Regions from separate parts of the Zea mays genome. Here region 1 is linked to region 2. A link is a contact called in public Hi-C data. All regions are on one chromosome and are shown on one strand. Each heading gives the region's core, a stretch centred on a gene start, on an enhancer-like site or on the middle of the called end of the contact. The rest is flanking DNA. Distances are from core to core; before and after follow the strand shown. Region 1 holds the start of LOC100284609. Region 2 holds the start of LOC542112.

Evidence for each region. Hi-C and Micro-C count contacts between places; a contact is called where the count stands out from the background.
Region 1: a Hi-C map of ear shows a contact between it and region 2, with 2.3 times the contacts expected there. The contact joins the promoter of LOC100284609 here to the promoter of LOC542112 in region 2. A contact is called at or near these places in 2 of 25 Hi-C or Micro-C datasets (ear and leaf).

Annotation. Positions count from the first base shown.
Region 1 is chr5:185,609,042-185,612,289 of Zm-B73-REFERENCE-NAM-5.0, forward strand. LOC100284609 reads left to right here and starts at 1,586. Exons shown (of 4, transcript NM_001349011.1): 1 at 1,586-1,802; 2 at 2,519-2,568; 3 at 2,667-2,888; 4 at 2,977-3,248. The coding sequence starts at 1,687.
Region 2 is chr5:185,367,157-185,370,011 of Zm-B73-REFERENCE-NAM-5.0, forward strand. LOC542112 reads right to left here and starts at 1,360. Exons shown (of 10, transcript NM_001111744.2): 1 at 1,046-1,360; 2 at 1-757. The coding sequence starts at 730.

The DNA.
Region 1 (3,248 bases), core at 336-2,835, 240 kb after region 2:
AGTAGTGGTGCTTGATGAGATTTTCTCCAGCAGCGTGATCCCTATGGATAACACGGCGAGGCAATGAGGAGCGCCTACGACGCATGCTCGTGTCTCCGATTACATGGTGCTCAACATGGTGCCAAAGCAAAAGGTTATCGATCTCATCGTCGGACTCATCGGACGATGAAGACAACACCAGGCTTCGCAATGAGTCCATCACGAGCTCAACTTAGACTACGTAGTATGTATTTTTGATGGAATGTCGGATGAAACAGAAGACACGAATGTGTAGGTGGGTGGAGCATGCCCGCAGGAGGACCTTATTTAAAGATAGCTTCAGTGTGTGAAGGAAACCAGAGGGTCGTGGCTTGCCGGAGAAGACAGTCGTGTGCTGGAAGCCAATCGTGTCGTGTACGAGAAGAATGTTAATTCCTTTTTTTTAAAAAACATAAAATGGAACCGTATTTATAAGACCGTATTAATACTAATTATGGCGTTTGGTAATTAATTGTGGAACACGTGACGCCGGTGTACTGTTCAAATAACAAATACAAATAAAATTAATATGTCATGGTACGAATGTCCGTGTACTGTGCAAATAAGAAATAAAAATTAAATTAATATTTAATGGTAGTTATCCCCGTGTACTGTAGAAATAAGAAATAAAAATAATATTAATATTGGATGGTAGTTGAGTTAGTTGATGAAGAAAATATATAATATTATTGTGGTGGGGTTTAGAGGATAGATATAGGGGGAACCGTTGTAGAGTGTGGAGAAATAGGGGGAGAGAGAACGCTGACGTGGCACGTGAGTGGGATATAGGGGGAGAAATTTAGGGGGAACCGTTGAAGTCAGTCTTAACTGTGACATCCGTTGTATGCACGACCACACATTTATTTAATATTTGTTGATGCGTACTTCCGTCAGATTCGTTTACATCACTGTCCTTTGCATACCTACCTTTGTGTCCTTCACGAATTTTTTTACGACATCGAAACTAGAATATGAATTTTAGTAGCACTGCACGTATGGAGGACCGAATTTAAAGAATATTATTAGAGATAGGCATTTTATTTAATCTCAGTGACGATGCAGCTTCTCTCATGCATGTTCCAAGGCGAGCGGGGGCAGCGGAAGGCGAGCGGCGACGTCGGGGGAAGGCGAGCAGAGACTGGAACCTATGCGTGCTACGATGAGGATCCACACAGCAGCTTGAGCTTGCTTCTCGCCTTCTCTCGCGAGCAAGTTTTTCATTGTTTTCTTGGACCGTTAGGTGGAAGGAGCCGTCCGTTAGTTTTTCTTTACCGTTTGCCATGACACGGGATGAGAGGAGAAATTTGTGACTGTGCCACTCAATTTTGGTTGTCTGTTATTATAACATCTCGTGTCTATGATTAGTGGGACTATCTATGTCTATGATTTATACGTCCGATGATATACTAGCGAATGGCGATGAGACTATCTATATCTATGATTTATACGTTCGATGTTATACTAGCGAAGCTAATAAATCATAATAACAAAATTGCCAATGTCTCGGATGTGAGAATCTCGAGAAGACGAGGGGGCGTCCCCGTCCAGAAGAAGGGGGCCAGTATGACGTGTCTATCTAGTTAGTTCTCGATAGCCTCTCTCTCCCTGCCTCCCCGCTGTTGTGGTTGCGGTGCTTCTGCTGATCTGCTCCGTCTTCTCCTCCCGGCAATGGCCTGCTTGGAGGCGCCCCCGCGCGTCGAGCTCTGCCCGGTCTCGTGCCAGCCCCGCGGCCTGCAGCTTCCGCCATGGCGGCTCAGCCTGTCGAGGTCCTCCTCTTCATGCAGGTACTCTCGCTTCCTCCCCCCTTCGAAGTGTGTCCTCTGTAGAGCGAGGGTGAGATGTAGGGTCTCCTTCTTCCAGAACAACCTAGGTACCCAGCGGCGTACGTGCCTTCCTAGCTACCCCACTGCTAGTCTGCTAGTAACTGTGCGTTCTAGGTTTTTTTTTTGGTAGCTTTGGCAACCAGTTTAAATTACCTCAAGAAAGCTTCTTTCTTCGGGGGGTCAAAATTATCTGGGACAAACCCTGCCCCTTGGCACAGTAATGGGGTGTTTGGTTTGAGTAATGAGCTAGTATATCATTTTCTCACTCCTAACTTTTTTGTTTGGTTTGTGGAATAGAATAAGTTGATACATCACCACTCAATTCCTCATAGTTAGTTAATTAGTACTAATATGTGGAATGAAGTTATCCCATCAAATTTGAGGAATGGATCCATGATGCACCACTTTATTTTGGATGGAGTAGTTTCTCAAACCAAACACCACATAAGTTTGTAAAGAATGCACTACCTGGTTGCTGGCCCAGTTCTCCTCAACGATTTTCGTAAAAACGTCATCCACACCCGGCCACTTGGGTTAGAAGTGGATCGAAGGGATTGAAGGAGTTTAAATCTTGTTAGTCAAAATTGAATAGAAATGGACTAATCTCCGTCAAGCATCCCCATGCAACCGCTAATGGATGGTTCCAGTGCACTGATTGTTGTCTTGTGTCCATGCAGATCTTGCACCCTTGTGTCTCGCCAGCTTCCAATTTGCAATGCACAGTCATGTGAGATTACCTGCTCATCCCTTAACAACTTCTCTCCTTAAAAGCACGCTGCACAGGCAATTTATCTTCGCAGCGCACGGAACTCCTCTGTGATGCAGATGCTGATGATTTATGGGTGGCTGCGCCTCATAGCCCTGCATCTGTTCGCTCAAGGTTGCTTGCAGCGGAAAGAGAGGAAGCAAAGGCTGTCCTGTCCCTGTTTCTGAGGCAGAAAGGTCTGCGAAGCACGCTGGCCGCACGGATCGTCAACAAATCGGATGGCTTCATCGAGCACCTGGTCTCGAAGCTCCAGATTGCTTACAGATCTCGATATGCTGAAGGTTTTGTGATTTTTTTTTTCTTACAACCTATACCTATTGGTCATGGTCTCATGGACTTTTTTTGACAACCTGTGTTTTTATTTTTCAGGAAGGGAGCTGAGCACGCCTGAAATCAGAGACGCTCTCCTTCCCTATCTCGAAGCTCTCTCCAAAGAACATGGCGACAGTTTGGTCGAGGTGGTGGAGAATTTCCCCGACCCTTTTGCTATGGAAAGGGAAGCCTTATCTTCATCAATGGCGTTTACACCCACGAGCTCAAACAAGCAGAAGGCGATTGCTCGAATAAGCACGGCAGCCTCAGGCGCCGCCCTCCCTGAGCTGGTCCCCTACCTACTAGACCTTGGCATGGACCACGAGGAG
Region 2 (2,855 bases), core at 110-2,609:
AAGCCATAGCGTTGTTAAAGGTCAGCCGGACATCAGCAGCAAAATCTGATGGACTTGTGTATGAACCAGATTCAAGCTTTTTCTTGACAGTACCAAGATCCATTGGGGTCTTCACAATGTCAAAATAATCAGGAATTTGCAGCTTCACAATATCAACTGGAACATTGAATATATGACTATACTTTTGAGTCATAAGCTTCTTCAAAATAGCTTCACACTGCTTAAACGCTGCAGCTTCAGATAACACAGTGGAAGTCTCCGGCCGCGGTTTTGTAGGCAAGAATCGTCCCTTTGCACCACGTATAACATTGGTCCCACCACGCTGAGACTTCTGTGGCTTCTTAGCTCGAGGTGCAGCTGAGGATGACAAAGCAGGTGCCCGATTGAGAGGAACAGGGGCTGCAAACTCTGGCTTCTTGAGGAGATCCCGCACCGAATCAAGCTCTGCCCGGAATCTCTTTCGAAGGTACCGCCGTTCAGATGACGACATCTTAGAGGGCACCAAGATCTCCCGCTTCACATCAAAGCCAACGCTGTTCAGGCTGATGCACTTGCGCTTTGGCACAGATGAGTCCTCAGAATCAACACGAAGAGGACTACCAGCTGCAACTCCCGACTCGCCAACAGTCTCTGCATAACCACGGGAAGAGGCTGCCCTGAAGACCATTTCCTCGTATCCCCGTTTCATTGGCCTCTGCTGCCCAAACTCCATTAAAACCGTCGGTGTCATGTGCCCAGGCGCCAGCGGGTCACAGATCTGTTCAGCATTTACAACCATTTTCAGTGGCACACACCAAATTCAAGCTACAGAAGCAACAGAAATAAAGCACAAAAGGCAAAAAAATAACAATATCCTCTCCAAAACCCTAATCCTAAACGGGAATCTTAACACCAATACGAACCACCAACCGCGCACGAATCCAACAGCGCAGCCCTCAAATCCTCCAATTCGCGCCCGAATCAGACACCTCACCGCGTCAATCGAAGAAACCCCCGAAATCCAAAGGTAGTCCAAATTCGAAAGAAGAGGATGCGAGCTCGGAACCTGGTAACGCTGGATCTGAAGCAGCTGCAACCCCAAGGTCGGGATCCGGGAGCGAGACGCCGGCGTCCACGCTCAGGCGCGCAAGGGAGCTGGATCTCCACGGCAGCGGAGCGGATCTGGGAGCGCGGTGGCCGCCCGGTCGGGCCTCGCCTTATCCTCTTTTTTATTTTTCGCCTCCCAGTTGGAGTCGAGTCGTCTCCTCGCTGCACAGCCTTGCTATTTTTTTTTCCTCCTTTTTTTTCCTTCGCCAAGCCACTGAACCCGCTACTGCTTTGATCGCGAGAGGTGAGACCCGAACCAGAAGCGATGCGAACGTGACGCGCGGGGTGGCGAGCGCCTTCGGGGTGCGTATTTATAAGCCTGCGGTGGGCGAGGAGGCGGTGCAATTTGGATCCGGGCCGTCGGCTGGCGGGGATCGGACGTACCAGGCACCAGATCGGCGAGTGGGTCCGACCGTGAACGGGTGGGGCACGACGTGACGTGGAGGCGGGGGGCGCTTTGACTTTTTCTAGATGGATTTCGGGGGGACGTGGGTTGTTCGCTAATGTATCAATGACTGGTGGGTCATAAAAGTAAACTAGGTCCACATCAAATCGACGGTGTATAGACATACATGAGTACGTGTTGGTAGCGGCCGTCTTTTGTCGTGCACGCGGGATCTGGGTACGGTTTGGGCGCGGAGTGAGTGACTTGGTGAGGAAGGATGCGTGACGCGTGGAAGCAGTTGCCTGCCCTGGGTGGGTCCGAGCACGTAACGGGTTGGATTTCGGATCCAGTTACGTTGCCACGTTGGGCCGGGTCTCGTAGCTTCCGTAGCAGTGGTGATAGGTCCAGTTTTCTATGGGCCAAAACTTATTATTTCCGACTTCCAAGTTGTCAATCAGCCAAAACTAGCCCGTAAGGTGAGGAGTCCGGCTTTGTTGGGCTGTATTTGTGCTCTAGAGTATAGTAGAGTTCATTGTCTGACCAATATGGGTGTTTTATACGAATCAGGAATTTTATAGGAATCGGTCCGTTTTCACGTGAGAAACACAAGAAACGAGAAAAAATATTGCATTTCAACTTGTATACTGTATAGCCATATCATGTAATGAAGCAAAGGAAAAATTGGTTGTCAACTTTAGAAATTGGTAATCTCTATATACACGCTTGTGCCCCTCTTTAACATTGGAAAGCTTTGCTTTTATATCGCTTTGTTCTTGGTGAAAAGAAAGGAGGGTTCTTTTCGACTTCGGCTCAAAAAATACTTTCGGAATTCACTCATAACAAAGGACGGCATTAGAAAAGGCGCAACCGTCACAAAAAATCATGTATTCAAGCCAAATTTATATTCAACATTAGACAATCCCTTCAACAATAATGTAGTCTTGCATTACAATTTAATTACAAAATGCTTGAAACTTTTATGCCTTGGGATGAAGGTCCCTCATCTATAAACAAGTCTTCAAGCCTGTTTTCAACTTTGGCTTCCTTTGTAGCTCCCTTGTCTTGTAGTATACACAAAACAAAATGGTCGTTAAGGTGCAACATGTGTACATAAAACAAAAACAACAACAATTAAGGAGACGACTCAGAAATAAACCTTTTCCATATAGGCCTTAGCTTTGACTATTGGTAGTTCCCTTCCAACTTTAGCCCATATAAGGGTGAAATATCGCATAGCCACATTTAATGTGTCACCGGATGGTTCCTTTATATCATCTACTAATATTGCGAAATTTGGCCTTTCTGACTGTCTTAATATGTGAGCACCTAGGTTTCTTGAGAACTGAAACTGCACCTCAGGACCCAATCATAGCACAATAGTCCC